Linked DNA regions of Gossypium hirsutum: region 1 is linked to region 2. A link is a contact called in public Hi-C data. All regions are on one chromosome and are shown on one strand. Each heading gives the region's core, a stretch centred on a gene start, on an enhancer-like site or on the middle of the called end of the contact. The rest is flanking DNA. Distances are from core to core; before and after follow the strand shown. Region 1 holds the start of LOC107960006 (phosphoinositide phospholipase C 2). Region 2 holds the start of LOC107960003.

Region 1 (6,764 bases), core at 2,356-4,855, 170 kb before region 2:
CTGACATGGCAGATAAATTTATTACTGCAAGAGTTAACATGTAATAGATAATTGCTCTGCAGTCTGCTCGCAAGCTCGCAAGTATTATCAAACAATATGAAGTTGGTTTTAGAAGTGCTGAAACTCCAACTCTCCTTCAAGGGGACTAGATGAATTCAAAGTGCATAAGGAGCTTAACGGAATTGTATTTTTCACCCTTCCGGCTGTAAAGGGGCACTGCTCGGATCCCACTTCTTAGCTCGGAAATCGGAAGACATGTTTGGCCTCCAAAGTCATCCTTTTCAGACATGTCGTATTCATGAACTTCAATCCGAAGTAGAGCCAGTTCAGGGACAGTTAAAGGGAACTCAAACACCTCATTCCAGGAAGGCAACCAGTTATCTTCTAAAATCTTTGTTTTTTTCATTACTGAGTCTGCTGGAACTCCTGCAATCCCCACCTGGAGACAAAGCCTGATCAAATTTTCCGAGTTCCGTAGGGTGAATCGAGAAATATAAAGCTTGCTTGAATTACAGTATATCGACTTACCCTCGTGTAAAAGTCTGGTGGTGAATACGCATCAAAATGGGTGTGATGGAAATCATAATACCATCCTTCTCCCATATACACAGTCACCTTTTGAAACCAAGAACAAGAAATCATAATCATTGACTGAATATTTTCAAAATCATCGATCCGACAGCGATCGCACACTCACCTTCAAAGTTGTTTTCACTGGTAACTTGATTTTCGGATCAAAGACTTCCATAGAGTTCAATAGAAAATCTGGCTTTTTCACATAACCACATCCCCCATTGGCTTTGAACATTCCATGCATCAACCATAAGGATCTTCCGTGACCCTATCATTCACCAACAGATAAGAATCTCAATATTTTTCAAAGGAAATTAGGAACAACATCAACTAAATAAAGCATTCATACAATTTCCTTCTAATATCCATCTGGCTATCATGTCTTACATGACAGAACAAAGAACAAAATAGGCCCTGAAGCAGCTTTTCATGTTCTAATTGCCGGATCAAACATGAAATGGAACTTTATTTGAGCAATTGCTCATTAACCAAATAAGAACACTCTATGCTGGTATCATACATCTTTGTCACTCATAATTTTTTGTCATCGGGACAATAAACTGCAAAGCAGGAACAAAAAGGGAGTGGTGTGTAAACCTGCATATTAAATGCAACCATTTGAACTCCATGCATCCAGCCAATTAGTGGGTTGTAATTCGACGAGTCAAAACGAGTACTCTTCGGATACACCCGAAGAACATTCTGCCGCGTAAACCTGTAGCAGTATAAGCAGAATATGAAATCAAAAGTTATAATGCACATTTCAGGCAATTAGAGTATAACACCATATCAATACTAGCTTACTAACACATGAAACAAAGCTTAAATCAAAAAAGAAAAAAATTTTGAATACAATAGATCAAACCATTCAATGATTTGTTAAGTAGTGAGGAAGTAAAAGCTCATGAATCCAGACAGATACGAATTCATTGTGCAAATAACCTCGGGATGATCTCTCATAAATCAAAATTGCTAAATCCTTTGCCAAATACCTTACAATTTGTTTTCCATGAGTTACTACAGCCTTTTCAAATTTTTGCTCACTCATGCTAAGACGTGTCACTTTATCAGGATCCACCCTTAGCCACGAATCAAATCCACCCTTGGGCTTCCCGGCAAGAATGCCGATTAAATGTTTATATTCTGGGGCTAGAGAATGCTGCGACTTTTCTCCATCATCTGTATCTTCCTCATCTTCTTCATCGAAATCATTCTGTCATAAGAGAAATCATGAAGAAAATGTAAATTCTATTGAAACAGCTAGTAAACCGCAATTTGTATCACCAGACACCTTGTAATTGGCTACATGACTGCCTTTAAGGTCCGGAACTTCATTTCCCCAAGCTTCTTCATCACTGGCCTTACCCCGTTGTGAATCATCCTCTTTATCCTTAACTTCTTTCGCCTCCAAGTATTCCTTTGGCGGTTTTGTAGATATGATTATGCGTCTCTTCAATGATTCTGGACAGGGGAACTCTTTGAAGCATTCCGGGCCAGGAGAAAACAAGATCTCTCCAAATGTTTGAGTGACCATCTAGAAGTTAGTCATAGAAGCGTAAATTATCGGAATATCAGACAATTAAATCCACATCAGAAGGACTGAGACTTACCTCAGCAACTTTAGCCTGAAGCTTTGGCGTAAGGTGATCTTCCAGAGTTATGACAACCGGATATTCTGAGGCTACAAAAGCATACTCTTTAATAGACCTCAAACACTTGATGAGTTCCACCGGAGTAGTCAATGTCCTACATGAAGGAAACATTTGTTATTCTCTCGGAAGCGGGGGACAGACATGGACTGCTCCTTCGAAACATACCAAAATATTGCAATGTAAGTATGACAAGTTGCGTAAAATTATCAAGGATAGATCCATTCAAGTAACTCTTTGCAGTTGAAGAACATACCCTCCATGAAGAACATCGACATCATCTTTCGTCGAATTCGGCCATATATCCAATTCTATCACCCGCACACCTCTCTTAAGAGCATTTATGATGGGGACATCACTGCACTCACTACTGAGTTGGTTCCCAGTAAGGTAAGAATTGTGACCAGTATATATGAAATAATGTGACAAAGGAGCACTCATATCATGGTGAACCTGAAATAAAACAAATGAACATGATAGCACAAAAAGAAGAAAACTAAAACAATTTGCTTTAGCAATCAAACAAGAAAGTGAGTTGGCCCCAACTTTTCGCACGGATCGGTATCATCACAGGACCTTCTTCAAAGCTACTAATCCAGTCACTAGACATTACAGCTTGCTGAGCTGAAAATAGGTATTAGTTTCATTTAAATCCCATAGAACCCAACACCAAAGTTTCCAACTAGAAACAATAAGGGTAAGCAAATTATCCTTTTTTAGTAAAGGTGAAAACTCAAAGAGGGAACAAACTTCAAATCACGTATAAAAATGTTCCACTTTGCTCCCAAAATTTTCACAGCATCCAAACAAAAACACAAATCAACTAATTTGGACGGAAGCATTCAAAGCCCAATTAATAAACCTAAAAAGGACAAAGGGCAATCCAAAGAGAGAGAGAAATATGATTACCCCAAGAGAAGCAAGAGGAGGATTAATATCACCAAAGAGGTACTTAAAAAAAGCTTCGAGGTTTACACCCTTTCTATGAAAATGTTTAACACTATCAATAATCTTCTGAGCATCTTCTCTGGTAGCCTTATCTTCTTTCTGAACCTCGACCAAGAACCTCTGCAGCCCATCAATGGTCATTATCCCATTCTCGGAGTATTGTTCGAACAGTTTCTTGATATCCTCTGGTGCCTCTGAAACTGCCAGCCTAAACCTCCTCTGGAAGCAGAAACAAACCCTGTAAGTTTGTTTGGACATTTGTTTTTTCTTACAATTCCCAAATATACAACTGGGAACCAGCAAATCTAGACTGTCTGATTTTGTTTAGTTTTTTAAGTGCAGGTTTCTTGCTGTTTCAACTTCTTGAAGACGATGATGAGTTTCATTTCCAGTAAAGATGGTTTACGACACTTCAGGGGATGTGATGGGATGGGACCAATATGTGAAAGCGGGTCGCACTCACATAGTTAAACATGTGGACCCCGAGCTGCCTGTATTTTATTGCATGAGCATAGTTTTTTACGTCTGAAAGGATCATTTTATCTCTAGGGGAAATTGCACATAAGATAATTAAATTATTAATAAAATTATATTTTGGTTAATTTTAAAAATTATAACATAGTTAATAATTTATTTGAAAATTTTTATTTAAATCAGTAAATTATTTAAAATTTTTTATTTGAGTTATTGAGTTGATATATATATATATATTAAATTTGACTAATGAGCTCCAAATGATAATTCGATAAATGATAAGATAGATCAATATCCAATGACAAGTAAAAAAATATTTCTTAGATCCAAGTCGATCTCATAGTTACTGTTGGAGATTAAAGAATAAAGTTGTTAAGATTTTGATTCGTAAATTTATAAGGTTTAAAGATGTTTCAAAAAAAAATTGAATTGTAAAAAAGAGGGAGAATAAGAGCTTTCAATTAGTATAAACAGTATGAATAAAAAAGTCATACAACAACGATTTTAACAACTGAATAATTTAAATAAAAAATTTTAAATAATTTAAGGATCATTTTATAACTTTTTCTAAATTAAATGAACAAAATTTAATTTATTTTACTATGGTGGGACTGCCAAAAGTCAAATGTGAAAAGTAAAGGGTTTATTCTACTCCAATCACAATGCAGGGAAAATGGTGATGTTTACAGTTATCACTCTTCTGTGTCTCTATCTTAGGCAAGTAAAGAAAGGATTTATATTAAAATCAAATTGAAAACTTTTTAATTTCAGATTTATAGAATATAATTTGTCATGTCTTTGGTCTTCTTTTTGGAGGGATATACCGTTGCTGGGAATTATTATCCTTTCGCTTTTTTATATTTCTTTTTTCATGCTTTGTGCAACATATCTTTTTTTATTATTATTGTAAATTCAAAGTTGTTAGTCAATAAATTCATATCTTATCTTTATTTAAATTTTTAACATATTTACAGGACTCATAAAATCTAACACCTACACACAAAACACGACAGATCGAAAGAAACAGCTAACAGTTGTCACATTAACTTCTTATTGTCGGTATTTTCTTTTTCAAAATCATTTAAGATCTTTTAGTCAACTTTTTCAATTTCATTACAACCAAACAATTTAGTAGAAACCCGCAATTTTGAAAGCACTCACTCTAAAGCTCTTAAAATGTATTTGAAATTTTGGAAATATATTATAATAATAATAATCAGTTCAACAATTATTTTTTCTTATCAAGTACTTGTTGTATGCAATATGAAAGTAATATATGATTAGATATAATTATGATGTTCTAAATATTCAAGTTATTAAGCAATTACACTTGGTCATATCAATACAAGGGTTATATAGATACAAGTAGAGAAATGTATGAATATCAGTTATGAACATATTTTTCACACAGTTTCAGTCGGAAGCAGTCAACGTTGAATATGTTACCATCATGCAATGCAAGCGACAATGAGAGTGATGTTGAGGTCAGAATAGCAGTGATCCCATTGGCTTCCTCTTCCTTCCAAGCTTCAAAACCCATCCTCCACTTCTCAAGATCGAGCTGCTTCCGACACTACACTCAAGATGCATAAACATCTAAAGGAATAAGCTTTAAACAAATAAGAGGACCCTCACAATTAGCCTTCTTCTGCTGTTACAAAAAAGAAAATGATTGTCAATAACACGCACACACAATTTTTTTGGCGAGCAAATGTATAAATCAGCAAGACATTAAAATCACACGTTCAATAACAATCATTCTCCGACTGCAAGTAACCATTTTTTGCTTTGAATAAAGTGGAACAGACTTTCATTGAGAAAAAAATCAAACATATAACCACCAAACTTTTGAGAGCTATATAGAGGGAAAAATTATACTTTTTATTGAAACAGTCAGGAGGAACGCTTATGGATATGGCTTGCCTTCTTGAGCAAAGCCACAATGGCAATTCTAATTTTACTCCTGAGGAGATCAAGTAATTTAACAAAAACTTATGGAGTTTGTTCCGGAACTGCTCCATTGGCTGCTTCATGAAAAACAACTGGAACATACTGCAATGAGTTCAAAGAGGGAAAAAATGAAATTTTCAAGATGCGGGATGTGAGAATTTTTAAATCAACCTCTTCCACTGTTAGAAATTCATCGACATTGTAGTAATTTGCCATTTCGTTTTTCCCATTTTCTCATTGATTCTGGGAACAAGGAGATTGAATTGGAGGAAAGGAAATTTGTGTGATAATTGAAGGGGAAGTGTACGGCAAACGTCTGTGAGCTCTTCTTAATGGGCCAATGCTGAACTAGATTCAAGGTCAAAAAGGGCTTTGACAACTTGGGCCAGTTGCATAGACCTCCTCTTAAGGCCTATTTTACCGACCTTTGCTTTCTCGGTTTATATTACTCTAACACGTCACGTAAGATGAGTTTACTTTTTCACAACCGAGTGTAGCGAAGATGGTCGGATGGAATTGAATTCAGCGAAAAATTTTTAAGTTTATAGAAAGAAAAAATTTTAGTTAAATTGAATTGAATAAAATTGTTTATGTTGAATTAAAAATTAATATTTTAAAATTAAAATTTGTTTACAATATAATTAATTTCGTATTATAGCACATAAATTTTAAACCATATCTATTTAAAAACTTTTTTCAAAGTAAAATAGTTAAAAATTAGATACTTTAGTATAATAAACATGAATAATTAATTTACTTATTTATATCCCAAAATTATTATTTTATAAAATTTTTAAAATTTTAATTTTCTTTATATATTCTTTAATTTTTTTAAATTATTATAATTTTTTAAAAAATATAAAGTTTTGAATTTTTATAAATATTTTGGATTTTAAAATTATTTTAAACTTTTTGAATTTTTTTTTAAATTTTTGTTGAGAGGGACCAATTTGCTCATTAGACTAATGAAGTATTTACACTAATTCATTATTTGAATTGTAAAATTCAACTTGAAACTTGAAATACTTATTCGAGTTTACTCGAATAACTTGATTAATTTTTTTTCCGAACGAATTAGAGTTTTGCTTACCTCTACTCGACAGTTTTTGTTTTTCGCAAAACATTATTTTTAATTTTTTAATTCCAACTAAAAAATCCAACATCTAGAAG
Region 2 (7,486 bases), core at 670-3,169:
TGTGTGATTAAATTATTTCAAACCTGATCCGTCCTTGTTACTTCACATAAGTTCTAAGGAATCCTTAGTTAAATGTGGACATAAAAATATACATGTTTTTCTAAGTATAAGATTTTGAAAGAACTTATATTAGATTCCAAGTTTTTCTAAGTATAAGATTTTGAAAGAACTTATATTAGATTCCAAGTTAATGAACAATCAAGTTGCCATGGAATTTTTTTGGAACATTGTTAGGCATGATGAAAAATGAATTAAGTCAAATGTTGTAATTATTCTAGTTTAGTTATGTTATTGTTGTTAACTAGTGAAAATTGTTGCTAAACCATCACCTTGCATTTCATTTTATTTGTATTTAGGTTAACTTTCATTTAGTTAATTAACTTAATTTGACACCTATCACTCAAAATTATATGTTTTCCTTAACCAATTTATGAATAATAATTTTACAATTATTGATTTAAACACAGTCCTTGTGGAGACAATAAATCTAATACTTACGTATTACTTGATAATGATTGTGTACAATTGCACATTTCGTCACGAACCATCTCAGCATAACGGCTTCACCTTGTGAAAAATACTGCAAGATTGTCATGTTATGTTACACCATCAACAAAAATTAGCTCTTAAGAAGTTGAAGCTTCGTGTCGTTTCTCTTGGAGAACAAACTTGCCAATGTATCCCACGCTTCTTTAGGAGTTTTGACATCTCGGATGTGCTCCAGCACGTCTTTTTCAACTGTCATATGCAAAGCGCACATTACTTTGCCCTCTTTAATCTTCCACTTCCGCATCATATCACTTGTAGGCTCTGCCACTAGTTACGTGATTTTGCTTCCGTTCACCACCTCCCACAGGTTTTGGCCTTGCAAGCATGACGTCATACATGTTGACCAAGATTTGTAGTTTTGATTATTGAGTTTCTTAACTCCACCTATGACATGAAGGTCACTCATTTTGCCAAGAGGAAACACATCAAACGATACAGAAACCTAGCTCGGATATCATGATGTAGAACACGCAACAGATAACATAAGAAAACAATAAAAATAAGGGAAGCTAAACTAAACTGATCGATAATTTCTGAAACCAACTGAATGCCTTATATAGGCTTACATCCTATGACAAACTATTATCTTTAAAACTAGAGACGTATCCCATAACAAGCCACTATCCTTAAAACTAAAGATATCCCATGACAAACCACTATGCTAGAAAACAAAACCAACTGATTAAATTAAACATTGATTAAAGACTCAATTAATAAATCAACAAAAAACAATTAACCAGATCAATAGACCAAATATAAACAACATAAACATTGCTAGTGATGCTGTTTAACATTAAGCTAAAGTTGAAATGAGCTATAGTTTAATTTTAAAAATATATTTGTATTCTTTTTATTCCCAAAATTGGAATCGCAAGATTTAGTGTATAGATTCAACACTCAAAAATCAGGTCCAACTAACCCATACTCAAACCTCCAAAAATAGACGGTGAGAATGGTTTCCAACCAAATCAAAACAACTTCAAAACTAAGCTACAAGTGGCTCCAATGGCACGTGAACCAAAATAGATGAATGGCTTCCTCATTATTTCACTCAACTATTTAAACAAGTCTTAAGGGCTAGCAAACTGAAACAAACAAGTAGCTTTCATTTTATTTTATTTTGTTTATTTTGTTTTTTCAAATGTGACTTTTTAACTTAAAAATAAAAAATGGCAACAAAATCCGAATCAAAATTATGTTAATCCTATAATGGTAGGTAAAATTGATCGCCTGAGGCCCAAGGAATCTATCAATATGGGCATAAGATAAGAACGAAGATGGTGAATAAAACAATACGGACATAAATACAAAAAATAAATAAAAAGAAAATATAATTAAAAACAGAGGGCATTATTGTGATTATTCCATCCACCTAAAAGCAAAAATCTCAAAAAACGTAGGCTTTAAGTGAGAGAAAGAGGAGGAGAGCTGAAGATTACAGTTGTTCCGTCATTTAAGATTTCTTTTGCTCTTCCTATTTCACCCTTCCCTCCTTCCTATTATTTGCACTCCTCACCACTCTCCGCCATTGTCGTTTCGCCATTCCCAGCTCCCAAGCTTCACCGAACACTTTTTGGACGCGCTGCGTTTAGAGCTGAGAAAGAAGAAGAACAAGATAAGGCTTATTTTGATCCGCGAGGAGTAAAATTTGAGGAGGTGAAAGATGAATCGGAGCTTTAGGGCTCAGCAAGAAACGGCAATGCAAGCGGCGGTGTTGAAACAACGGCAACAATTAAGAGCTTCGATGATGAAAGAGAAAGAAGAAGAGCTTGCATTGTTTCTCGAGATGCGAAAACGTGAGAAAGAACAGAGTGATCTTCTTCTTAATCACTCCTATGAGGACTTCGACGCTCCATTAGGTGAAGTTTCTAAAATTTCTTCAACTTTTCTAGGGCACTTTTTCTTTTTAATTTTAATTTTTGGTAATTTGGTAATTTCTTGAAACTGTAGGATCTAAACCTGGAACTTCACCGATATTTAATCTTTCAGCATCAACAACGACTCCGCCGAGAAAAGCGGCTGCCGCTGCCGATGATTTTCTTAATTCTGATGGTGATAAAAATGATTATGACTGGTAATTTGTTTGTTTATTCCTTTAATTTAATTTAATTTAATTTAATTTAAGGTATTGTTTGGCTGAAACCAAACTGCAAAAAGGCGCCTTTCGATCTAGAAGTGAATAAAAATTCTGAAGGATTAAAATTGTAATATCTTTACTATTTTTTAGATGCGGAGCAATTATATTAGAATTAGCTTTCAGTTTAGATATTTCTTTATCTTTAATTTTAATATTGATATTGATTTCTTTTAGCTTTCAGGAAATAAGAAGTATAAAGAATAATTACCAAAAGGCAGAAGCATTGGCAACAACCAAACAGAGCCTTGATTTTATAAATCATATTCATGCTTAGCTTAGTTTTGTTATCAGTTATTGGCAGGTTTTCGTATAATTTACTTAATCTTGTCCAATGTATTTTTAAGGCAATAGGAAGAAAAAGGCAAAAAACTAGTAAGAAGGGTTATAATTATTGGTGGCATGTTTAATTGATTAAGTTAATAATTTGATCGTTGTGATGGGAACTTTTAAAATGTGCCCTGGAGTCGCTAGTGGCAACTAGAGCATTTATTTTTTCTAAACTTCAGTTGGCCATTTTGAAATATAATATTAGTGATGATTTGTTATGGTTTCTTTTGATGAATCGATTGCAGTCATGTTTTGGGGATTCAAACTTCAGTTTTCTACTTTTTAGTTGAGTTGAATTATTTTTCATTTTTAGAAACTTGATTCCATTTGTTTCTCATGGTTCTATGTTCTTTTCTGGTCCAGTCTGATCAGATTCAGATGTCATGTTTTGCGAATCCTATTAAGTTCGTTTTATACGTTGCCTTCTCTAAAAGAAGTTAGAACTTTGAAATTTTGTAGATTTTAACTGCTACTTGTGGACAAATCTAGGTTAGTTGCCTTAAAATATTTAAGTTCCAGATTTTCAAACAAGCCAAATGTTCAAACTCAAGAGAAAATGTTTAGATGACAAATTTGTAGATTATGCTTGTAATTAGGTTCCAATGCTTTGATATAAATAGAGAAAGGGTCCCAAGACAAGGACTGAATTCGGAACTTCTTCTCTAATTGGGGACGAAAGATGTGTTAAGGTCTTTCACTTGCTTCAGCTTTGCACTAATCCTTTCTTTTTCCTACATGAATGTAACTAAGTTAAATTATTTTCTTTTAATATGACAGTATTAACAGGAAATCTCTTCCATGTCAGGCTTTTAACACCTCCTGGTACTCCTCTTTTTCCTTCCTTGGAGATGGAGTCACAGAAGACTGTAATGAGTCAGATTGGTACTCCCAAGGCTCGTCCAACTGCCCTGAAATCTAGAGTATGAAAATTTTTCTTAATGCTATGATATGGATTGCATGCCTTTTGAGAAATTTGGATTTTTCAATTACATGATATTGCTGTTTCTGGAAGTAGAAAGTTATCCCGTCACTCATTTATTAAATGAATCTGATCTCCTTTTTCACCTTGTTTTGATCAAATCTTAGCTCTGTTGTAACCATTCCACCGTGAAATTTGATTATTTCCTGCCATGATTTTAGATTAGTCTATGGTAAAAAATCAGCAAAGCTGTAAAGGCTCACTTTTGCATCTACGTTAAAAACCTTCTTTTAAACTTTGAACCAACAAAGATGACTGCCTGATATCTTGGAACTGAATATATTTTGCTTTGCTTATTACTGACTCGCCATTACATGAATTACTACTTTTTTGCACCTTAGTTGGAGTAACTATCATTATTGCCCAAATTCAAAAAGTATTTTGAAGTTTTAAAATCTGTGTACCTGTTAAGATATTATGGATGACCCAAGTTTCCAGAAAGATTTTTGTATTAAATCCTTAAAAGGCTATTTCCATAGTTTTGTTATGTTTTTCTGACCTTTAGGTGTTCTGATGATTGGGTTCATGAACTTATTTGGGTAATGATTTTTGTTCATTGTGTTTATAGCTAGCAAATCCCCAGCCTGAGTCTGCTGCTAGAGGCAACTTAGCACTGAATCAACCAGCTCTATCACCTGGATTGAATTCTACAGGGATTCGGAGGCCATCATCATCAGGGGGTCCAGGTTCAAGACCTGCAACACCCACTGGACGACCTACATTGACTGGATCTAAACCTACGAGATCATCAACACCAACATCTCGGGCCACGTTACAGTCGACTAAACCCTCTATTTCTGCATCCAAGCCTGTAGCAAAACCTTTAACTTCGTCAACTAAACCCACAGTTTCTGCAGCCAAGGCTCCATCTCCTGCAACTAAGCCCACAGTTTCTGCAAGATCCTCCACACCAACGAGGTCCACAGCTAGGTCTTCTACACCAACTGCAAGATCTTCTATACCTTCATCCAAACCTGCATCAAGAGCAGCTACACCAACTCGTCGACCATCAACTCCATCAAGTACTCCTAGTATATCAGCCCCTCCAATTAAATCATCTTCTTCAGTTACAAAGCCAACTCCTGCAGCATCCAGAAATTCTGTACCATCACGTGGTGCCTCACCGACTGTAGCATCTAGACCATGGAAGCCTTCTGAAATGCCTGGTTTCTCACTTGATGCTCCACCAAATTTAAGAACAACACTCCCTGATAGACCACTTTCGGCCACCAGAGGTAGGCCTGGAGCGCCAAGTGCTCGATCTTCTTCTGTTGAACCAGGTGCCATTGGTAGACCGAGACGACAGTCATGCTCTCCTTCAAGAGGATGCCTCCCTAATGGTGCGATGCTGCATTTAAGTGGTGGCTCTGTTCCTGCAGTAAGTCGTGGCTATTCCAAAGCTAGTGACAATGTGAGTCCTGTTGTTATTGGAACAAAAATGGTTGAGAGAGTGATAAACATGCGGAAATTGGCACCACCCAAGCAAGATGATAAAAATTCTCCTCAGGGTAACTCCTCTGGGAAGTCTGCTTCACCAGACAGTTCAGGCTTTGGAAGAACACTTTCAAAGAAATCACTGGATATGGCTATAAGGCATATGGTAACTATCTCCTAAAATTTTGTGGCATTATATTTTATACTTATCGAAATAGGGTCCAATAAATGAGAGTGGAACAATCTAAATATGTTATTGTCAAGGTATCCCAAAAAGTCATTTATAGGAGGATGCCATGATTATTCTCTCTGATTTGAATATTGTCTTGAGCAGGATATAAGGCGAAGCATTCCTGGAAATTTACGGCCGTTGATGACAAATATTCCAGCATCATCTATGTACAGTGTGCGATCAGGTCATACACGAAGCAGAACAATTAGTGTCTTGGATTCCCCTCTTGCTACAAGCAGTAATGGTAGTTCAGAGCTTAGTATGAATAATAATGGCCATTGTTTTGATGGGAGCGAAGTAGAAGATGATATCGGCAGCGAGAGAGTTGGTCGATCCCCTAGCCGTGTCCATGCCAGGTGATGGTCAGTGTGTACAACCATGAGAAATACCCATACATATTGTTTAAAAATTCTACAAGATTTAACATTTGGAGGACGAAGGACGAAGGACGTATCGAGATCATTATTTTAATATCCATGTAAAGCTAATTAGATTTGTTTACTGCTGTGTAATTCACCATCTTTTGTATTATTAGGTAAAGCCAGGTGGATGGTAAAACATGTTTCTTCCCCAAATTCTACACGGTGAGTTATTGTTGTGAAACTAGCTGCTTTGAAATGGTGAAAAAGCTTTGTCAATTGAAAACTAGAGTTCAGCGTATTTACCTTAATTCTTTTTTCCCAATTGGAATGAATTTGTTTTTGACATAAAATCTGCTCAATCTTTGTCTTTTCTTTCAATAATCTGGATTTGGAATTTTCTTTCCCGAAGTCATGGAATATGACAGGTCGAACCGGCAAAGTAATCTGTCCAATCAGGTGAGTATAAAATAACTAAAAAATTTTGAATAGGTTAAAAATTGGTTTCTCGAGAAAGGACAGGTTTTTTATTTTATTTTATTTTATTTTATGTATATATTTGTAATTAATGAACTATCTCATAGAGCAAGCAATACCATTATACCAAATGCATTTATTTTAATACTAACTTTGTACGTTAAAAGATAAAATGAAAAAAGAAAAAAAAAACGAAGTTTTGATCCAGATTATTTAACGTTGCCCCCGTATAATCTTCAGGGTGTGAGTGTATATATTAAATATTTGATTCATAATATTAGTTCATTGTTTTCGTGGAGTGGAATTCAGAAGGACCTAATTTAGAACACTGTCCTCCATTAATGTATCACAACAGTAACTTGGATTTTGATTTTGATTCAAGTAATAGAATCACAATCACATAACCAAATCCTTAATTAGAAAGTTGTTTGAGAAGCTGTTGTTGTGTCAACAAAAGGTTGAAAGCTGATTGAGAACTTGTAGCATGTGAGGAGGCCCTTTCAGATTCCCCAATTTACAAGATATTTCCAAGGCTTTCTCAGCTGTATTATTGAATTGCAAGACTATTCAGCATTCAGAAAGAAGCATCCCAACTTGGTCTGGAAAGTGACTTTCACTCAAAACTATCATGTAAGAGAATATTTCTGAGTATGCTAGACTCTTAACAGCTGGACCACATCTAACCACCCATCTTTTGTTTTTGCAGTTTTTATCCCCACCCCACTTTTATGTTAATATATTTTAACTTTTCCCTGCCCCCAGTATTAGTTTATACTCCGACTTTGATCTCATCTTGCTAGCATTTTAGTAAATATAGAGGGATCAAAGGATTTTATTTAAACTTGTCTACCCAACTTCGAAAATTCTAATAACAACCCTAATTTATCTCACTCAAAACTTCATTTTTTTTTTCAAAAATCCGTCTTTATAAAATCGGAGTGGATAAGATTCCAATGGGTTTGTAGGTCTTTTACCTCCTCAGAGAGGGCTGC

What was found. Hi-C and Micro-C count contacts between places; a contact is called where the count stands out from the background.
Region 1: a contact with region 2 is called in a Hi-C map of leaf, with 2.4 times the contacts expected there. The contact joins the promoter of LOC107960006 here to the promoter of LOC107960003 in region 2. A contact is called at or near these places in 7 of 34 Hi-C or Micro-C datasets (leaf and petal).

What each region holds. Positions count from the first base shown.
Region 1 is chrA05:78,966,971-78,973,734 of Gossypium_hirsutum_v2.1, reverse strand. It overlaps LOC107960006 (phosphoinositide phospholipase C 2), which reads right to left and starts at 3,605. Exons shown (of 9, transcript XM_016896202.2): 1 at 3,132-3,605; 2 at 2,479-2,675; 3 at 2,184-2,319; 4 at 1,865-2,107; 5 at 1,566-1,786; 6 at 1,171-1,288; 7 at 698-841; 8 at 529-615; 9 at 1-439. The coding sequence starts at 3,428. The coding sequence ends at 146.
Region 2 is chrA05:78,795,174-78,802,659 of Gossypium_hirsutum_v2.1, reverse strand. It overlaps LOC107960003, which reads left to right and starts at 1,919. Exons shown (of 5, transcript XM_041112490.1): 1 at 1,919-2,408; 2 at 2,500-2,623; 3 at 3,819-3,933; 4 at 4,561-5,592; 5 at 5,761-6,328. The coding sequence starts at 2,213. The coding sequence ends at 6,018.